Linked DNA regions of Capra hircus: region 1 is linked to region 2. The links are chromatin contacts, called in public Hi-C maps. All regions are on one chromosome and are shown on one strand. The core of a region is the stretch at or near the end of the contact, and the rest is flanking DNA. Distances in the headings are between cores, read along the strand shown.

Region 1 (3,105 bases), core at 454-2,953, 3.6 Mb before region 2:
AATAACTCAAGACGAGTTCAATACTTCGTAACGCAAGATGGGCCTTGTTCATAGTGATGGTGTGTCACAAACCGTGCAGGATTGACTCAGCTCTGTACGCGGAGTCACAGGATGAACGAGGGTGGGTGGATGGAGGAGCATGAGCCCCCCTAGCCTGCATTCGAGTCCCACTCCTACTACTCGCAAGCATGTGGGAACTGGGGGTGAAGCTCTCGTTCATGTTGTCTACAAATATTTATTGAGGATCTGTTCAGTGCCAAACACTGTTCTGGGCACAGTGGACACAGTGTTGAATAAGACAGTGTAAAACAACATAATTTCAGGTAAATGCTGTGTGATATGAAACTGGCTTTAGATTGCATAGTTGGCCACGGCTTCTCTGAGAAGCGACATTAGAGCAGAGACACACATGATGAAAAAAATCCCCCCACCCCCACCCCGGTGAAAGAGCAAGGTTAAGTGCTTTCCTGGCATAGAAAAAAGTATGTGCAAAGGCCCTGAGGTGGAAGGAGCTTGGCCTGTGTGGCTGAATGAGGTGAAAGAGGGGCAGAGGGGGACTTGATGAGATTGGGAGAGATAGGCAGCAACCGTTCAGAGCTCTGTGTGGGCTTTAGTCAAGAGTTCAGGTATTATTCTAATCACAGTGGAAAACCAAGGGATGGTTTTATGCAGAGGAGTGACTTGACAGCATATTTAAAAAACAAAAAAGTTTTATTGAAGACTAACACAGAAAAGGACCAGATATGTTTTAAAAGACCACTTTGCCTGCTGCGTGGAAGCCAGTGCAAGCCACATAAGCTCTGTTTTCCCACATCGGCACCTAGACAGCATATTAAAAAGCAGAGACATTATTTTGCCGACAAAACTCCATCTAGTCAAAGCTATGGTTTTTCCTGTAGTCATGTATGGATGTGAGAGTTGGACTATAAAGCAAGCTGAGTGCTGAAGAATTGATGCTTTTGAACTGTGGTGCTGGAGAAGACTCTTGAGAGAGTCCCTTGGACTGCAAGGAGGTCCAACCAGTCCATCCTAAAGGAAATCAGCCCTGAATATTCATTGGAAGGACTGATGCTGAAGTTGAAACTCCAATCCTTTGGCCACCTGATGCGAAGAACTGATTCATTTGAAAAGACCCTGATGCTGGGAGAGATTGACGGCAGGAGGAGAAGGGGACGACAGAGGATGAAATGGTTGGATGGCATCAGCGACACGATGGACATGAGTTTTAGTAAGATCCGGGAGTTGGTGATGGACAGGGAGGCCTGGCGTGCGGCAGTCTATGCGATCACAGAGTCGGACACGACTGAGCGACTGGACTGAACTGAACCGCACGGTGGTGACAATCCCTCTCCCGAGCAGGACCGTGGTGAGTAAGGGTGGGAAAACAGTCCTCAGGAGCCTCCTCGGCACTCAAGGAGAGGGCTGGAATGCAGATGGCTCTATCTCAGGCCTGGAAGGCTGGCGCGTGGCAGCCCCTCCAAAGACCCTTGTATACACCCAGGGATTGCTTCCGAGAGTGGTGTCTGGGGCGGCCGCTAGGCGGCGCGGCGAGCCCAGCTCGTTCCGGACGAGGGCCCAGTCCATCGGTCTGCTCGGCGCTCGGCAGCTCTGGCCTGCTGAAGGCGGACGGGGGCGGGGCCGTGATGTGAGGGCGGGGCCTCGGCCAGGGCCCCGGACCGTCGAGCAACCTAGACGACGGCACGGGGGCGGGGCCTGCGCGCGGGGGCGTGGCCTGCGGGCGCAGAAGGCGACCGCGCGGCGCGCCTGAGCGGGCCGGGGCCATGAGTGCCTCCCGGCCCCAGTTCAGCATCGATGATGCCTTCGAGCTGTCCCTGGAGGACGCGGGCCCTGGGCTCGAGCCCAGCGGGGTCGCCCGCTTCGGGCCGCTGCACTTCGAGCGCCGGGCCCGGTTCGAGGTGGCCGACGAGGACAAGCAGTCCCGGCTGCGCTACCAGGTGAATCGCCCGGCCCACCTCACCCAGCCCTCGCCTGAGTCTGGGCGGACCCCAGGCCGGACCCCGGAGAACCCCAACTCGAGAATCTGCCTAGAGGCCTCGGCCAGAGCGGGAGACCGCCCCCGGGAGGTGGCCGCTGGTCCAAATTCCTGCCCAGACCCTCTCCGCTCTGATTTCAGCCCCCAGCCACTATTGGAGAGCTCACACCTAGGAGCTCGCCCCACCCCAGCTGGAGACCCCAACCTTGAGTCCCCATTCATCCTGGCTACTGACCCTCCCTCTCCTTACCCCATAGGGATGGGGAACTCTTCTGTACTTGAACCAAACTTTGTCCGTACTCAGAAGCAGCCCCGAGAGCCCCAGGCCAGATAATCCAACGGGAACCAGCACCCCCTGTTCTGTTCTGGAAGTCCCCACCCCATCCTTTCCTCCAGAGCTGAAGGCCCTGACTCACACGATGAGTGAGTCCTTGCCTGTGCCATGGCTCCCACTAAACTGGAAATCCCCCTTTTTCCAGAGGACCTCCACCATCTCTAGACTCCTTGTCTTGGGAACCTGAACAAGATTCCTGTTCCCCAAACCTAGAAAGGATTGGCCTGCCCTTCCCTGGCCTCCCAAATCCAGGGCCTCCATACTGGGCCCCCGAAATACCATCCTGACACCTCCACCCTGACCCCCAAAGCTTGGGAGATCTCCTGGCCCCTGCTGGCTCCTCCTGCCAAAGCCCCCAGCACATACTCCTACCTGGGTTTCAGTTTCTGTGAATCACCAAACCCGTTCGGCGGGGAGGGCGGAGGGAGCAGCTGTCAAGCAGCCAGGCAAACAGCTGTGTGGGCTCCCTTTCTTCCTCTCCACCAGAGGGGAGTGAGGAAGGGCCTGAGCCCAGTAACCCCTCTGAGCCCTGTGTTCTGGAATAGAATCTGGAGAACGATGAGGATGGAGCCCAGGCCTCTCCGGAGCCAGATGGGGGAGTCAGCACCAGGTCAGGGCCAGGTGGGGACCCACCCCATACTCCTAGCCCCATGCTTCTGGCTCCCGTCCCCAGGCCCTGCTCAGTCGTGCACCTCACCTCGCTCAGCTCTCTCATGTCCTGTCCTAAAGAGACCCCTGCGTGGGGTCCCTGTCCTGCACCCTACCCTAGTGCCAACCT
Region 2 (2,946 bases), core at 59-2,558:
GTTAAGGGCTACCTGTAGCATCTAAAAAGTGAAAGTGCTAGTCGCTCTGTAGTCCGCCAGGCCCCTCTGTCCATGGAATTCTCCAGGCAAGATTACTGGAGTGGGTTGCCATTTCCTTCTCCAGGAGATCTTCCCAACCCAGAGGATTGAACCTGGGTCTCCTGCTTCGCAGGCAGATTCTTTACTGTCTGAGCCACCAGGGAAGGAGAAACTGCTACACTGTCAGGCCTCTGGGTTCACAACTGGCAAGGGGCGTGCCAAGGGCACCCACACCAGGACCCAAACCGGAGGGTTTCCTGAAGATGGAATTACAGCAAGGGCCAACCCCAACCAGATAACCCTCCTCCAGGCTGGAGACTCTGAATTCTGTCCATTTGAGTTCATATCTAGCCCCCACGGTCCAACTGGAATGCACATCCAGACAGCTTCCAAACTGTTGGAAATCATCCAAGGTCTGGTCTGGCCCAATTCCCACCCCCAAAACCCCATCCAACAAGAATCCGTGCCCACATCTAAACTGACAGGCCGGGTTTGGCATGTTCATTATTGTAGTGTTGCCAAATACAAGTTCTTGTGCCTGATGCACAGGCCAAGCCTGTATTTATGGGTGGGTTGATGAGACTTGAAGAAATGAACCTTTTTGGGGAGGAACCTGTGGCTCAGACAGTAAAGAATCTGCCTGCAGTGTGGGAGACTCGGGTTCAAACCCTGGATCGGGAAGATCCCCTGGAGGAGGGCATGGCAACCCACTCCAGTATCTTTGCCTGGAGACTTCCATGCACAGAGGGCCCTGGTGGGCTACAGTCCCGTTGGCTTGCAAAGAGCTGGACAGAACTGAGCGACTAACACTTTCACTGGGAACAAAGCCCAGCAGTGAGTTGAACACGGAGCAGTAAACGCTCTGACTTTCAAGTCTTCCAGCCGAGAGGCACATTAGGGAAGCCGTGCTGCAGCCGCCGGCTCCCTTTCAGCGTCGAGCAGAGATACGGTACCTGCCTCTCGCCGCCACCCAGACAACCCGGCAGCGCAGGGCTCCAACGGGGCTGGGAACTGTGTTTACGTTCAAACCTGCATGCACTTCCGACTATGTCCCATCCATGCTCAAACTCGCCCCAGAACCAAAACAGTCGCCTTCCAGGAGGCTCTGGTCCGGTGCCGCCCCCGGGGAGCTGTGTTGGGAAGACTGAGCGGCCGGCCGAAGCCTGGGTCCGGCTGGATTCGGCACCTCAGCACTCTGGAACTACCATTCCCGAGATGCCTTACTCCCGCCGCCGACTCGAGGGCGGGGCAGTCTCTTGTCTTATAGGTGCGCGAAGCTGTCGCGGAGTGATGACGTAAGGCCCCGGGCTCCCGGACTGTCAGTCAGAGCGCAGCTGTATACTCGCCGGTGGGCCCGCTGGGCCGGCGCAGCCATGGCTGCGGTGTTTGACCTGGACCTGGAGACAGAGGAAGGCAGCGAAGGCGAGGGCGAGCCAGAGCTCAGCCCCGCGGTGAGTGGTCCGCCCGGGCGCCGCTTGATCCCGGCTCGATCTCGTCGTCCAGGCGGTGGGATCGCCCGGGCACCTCCTAGCAGTGAGGACTCGGGTCCCGCAGACGCTGGTTTGTCTCAGATCCCAGCCACTGTTAAGATCTGACCCTCCCCACACCCTGATCTATCCTGCACGCTCCCAGCCCTTCCCCTGCGTCTCCCTATCCTGCCCTCTCCTCTCCTCCCCAGTCCTGGTCCATCGCCTACCAGCTCCCATTCCTGACCCTCTCTTCTGGGCTAAGCAGTCCAGCTTTGGGGAGAGGGAGCCTGGCACCTCCCTTGGCTCTTACCCCTCGGTTTCTCGCAGGACGCGTGTCCCCTCGCGGAGTTGAGGGCGGCTGGCCTGGAGTGAGTGAGGGTCGTGTTGTGGGAGGGAGGAGGGAATGGGCTGGGGAAGGGGACCTGCGGAGCGCAGGAGCACATTGCCCCCGTTAACCTCCTGTGCCTGCAGGCCTGTGGGACACTATGAGGAGGTGGAGCTGACTGAGAGCAGTGTGAACCCGGGCCCCGAGCGCATCGGTCCCCACTGCTTTGAGCTGCTGCGTGTGCTGGGCAAGGGGAACTATGGCAAGGTACTGGCTCTCCTCCTTCCTGACTGGCCTCATAGCCTAAGTTTTGCTGCATCAAAGTGTTTCAGAACTAATTAGACTTGTAGGGACTACCCTGGTGGTCCAGGGGTTAAGACCCTGCATTTCCAGTACAGGGGTGCAGGTTCAATCCCTAGCCGGGGAACTAAGATCCCACCTGTGGAGCTGCCAAAAAATTTTAAAAATAAAATAAAATTAGACTTGTAAACCAGCAGAGCCTCTGATTGAACTCAGAGGGAAGGAAGGAAAAGCAAATCCTCTCAGAATTAGACTTGAAATCTTTACTGCCCCACCCCTGGGTAGGCCTAGGCTTCTTGGTCCCAGTACCAGAGCTTCAGGGTGGAGCTTTTTGAAGATAGGTATGGAGAGGGAGGTTGATCCTGTCTCCCCTGCCCTACAGGTGTTCCAGGTGCGAAAGGTACAGGGCAGCAATCTGGGCAAAATATATGCCATGAAAGTCCTGAGGAAGGTGAGTCATTCATTTTGCCAACAGCTCATCACCGAGTGACTGCCATTGCCAGCGCGCTGTGCCGGGCTTCTCGGGGACAGGAGTGAATGTGCGAGAGGAGATGGTCACTGTCCTGAACATTTGCTTGTTTATCGTCAATTTCGATTATCTGGTTTTGCTGCACCTCTCAGCTGTGGGCCCTGTTGCCTCCCAGGGATCATTCAGCAGTGTCTCTGTACGTTTTTGAGTCATGACGAGAGGGGGGAATGCTACTGGTACCCAGTGGGTTGAGGCCAGGGATTCTGCTAAAGATCCTGCAGTGCAAAGATAGCCCCCCACCACAAAGAACCGTCTGCCCCAAACATCATGAGAGTGGAGGTTGA

What was found. Hi-C and Micro-C count contacts between places; a contact is called where the count stands out from the background.
Region 1: a Hi-C map of blood shows a contact between it and region 2, with 4 times the contacts expected there. The contact joins the promoter of TMEM134 here to the promoter of RPS6KB2 in region 2. A contact is called at or near these places in 2 of 5 Hi-C or Micro-C datasets (blood and liver).

Annotation. Positions count from the first base shown.
Region 1 is chr29:46,406,379-46,409,483 of ARS1.2, reverse strand. It overlaps TMEM134 (transmembrane protein 134), which reads left to right and starts at 1,703. Exons shown (of 7, transcript XM_018043517.1): 1 at 1,703-1,955; 2 at 2,873-2,937. The coding sequence starts at 1,782.
Region 2 is chr29:42,765,694-42,768,639 of ARS1.2, reverse strand. RPS6KB2 (ribosomal protein S6 kinase beta-2) reads left to right here and starts at 1,308. Exons shown (of 15, transcript XM_018042912.1): 1 at 1,308-1,490; 2 at 1,836-1,876; 3 at 1,980-2,100; 4 at 2,516-2,584. The coding sequence starts at 1,413. The region is part of intron 3 of MACROD1 (O-acetyl-ADP-ribose deacetylase MACROD1); the gene reads left to right. The region is part of intron 1 of FLRT1 (leucine-rich repeat transmembrane protein FLRT1); the gene reads right to left.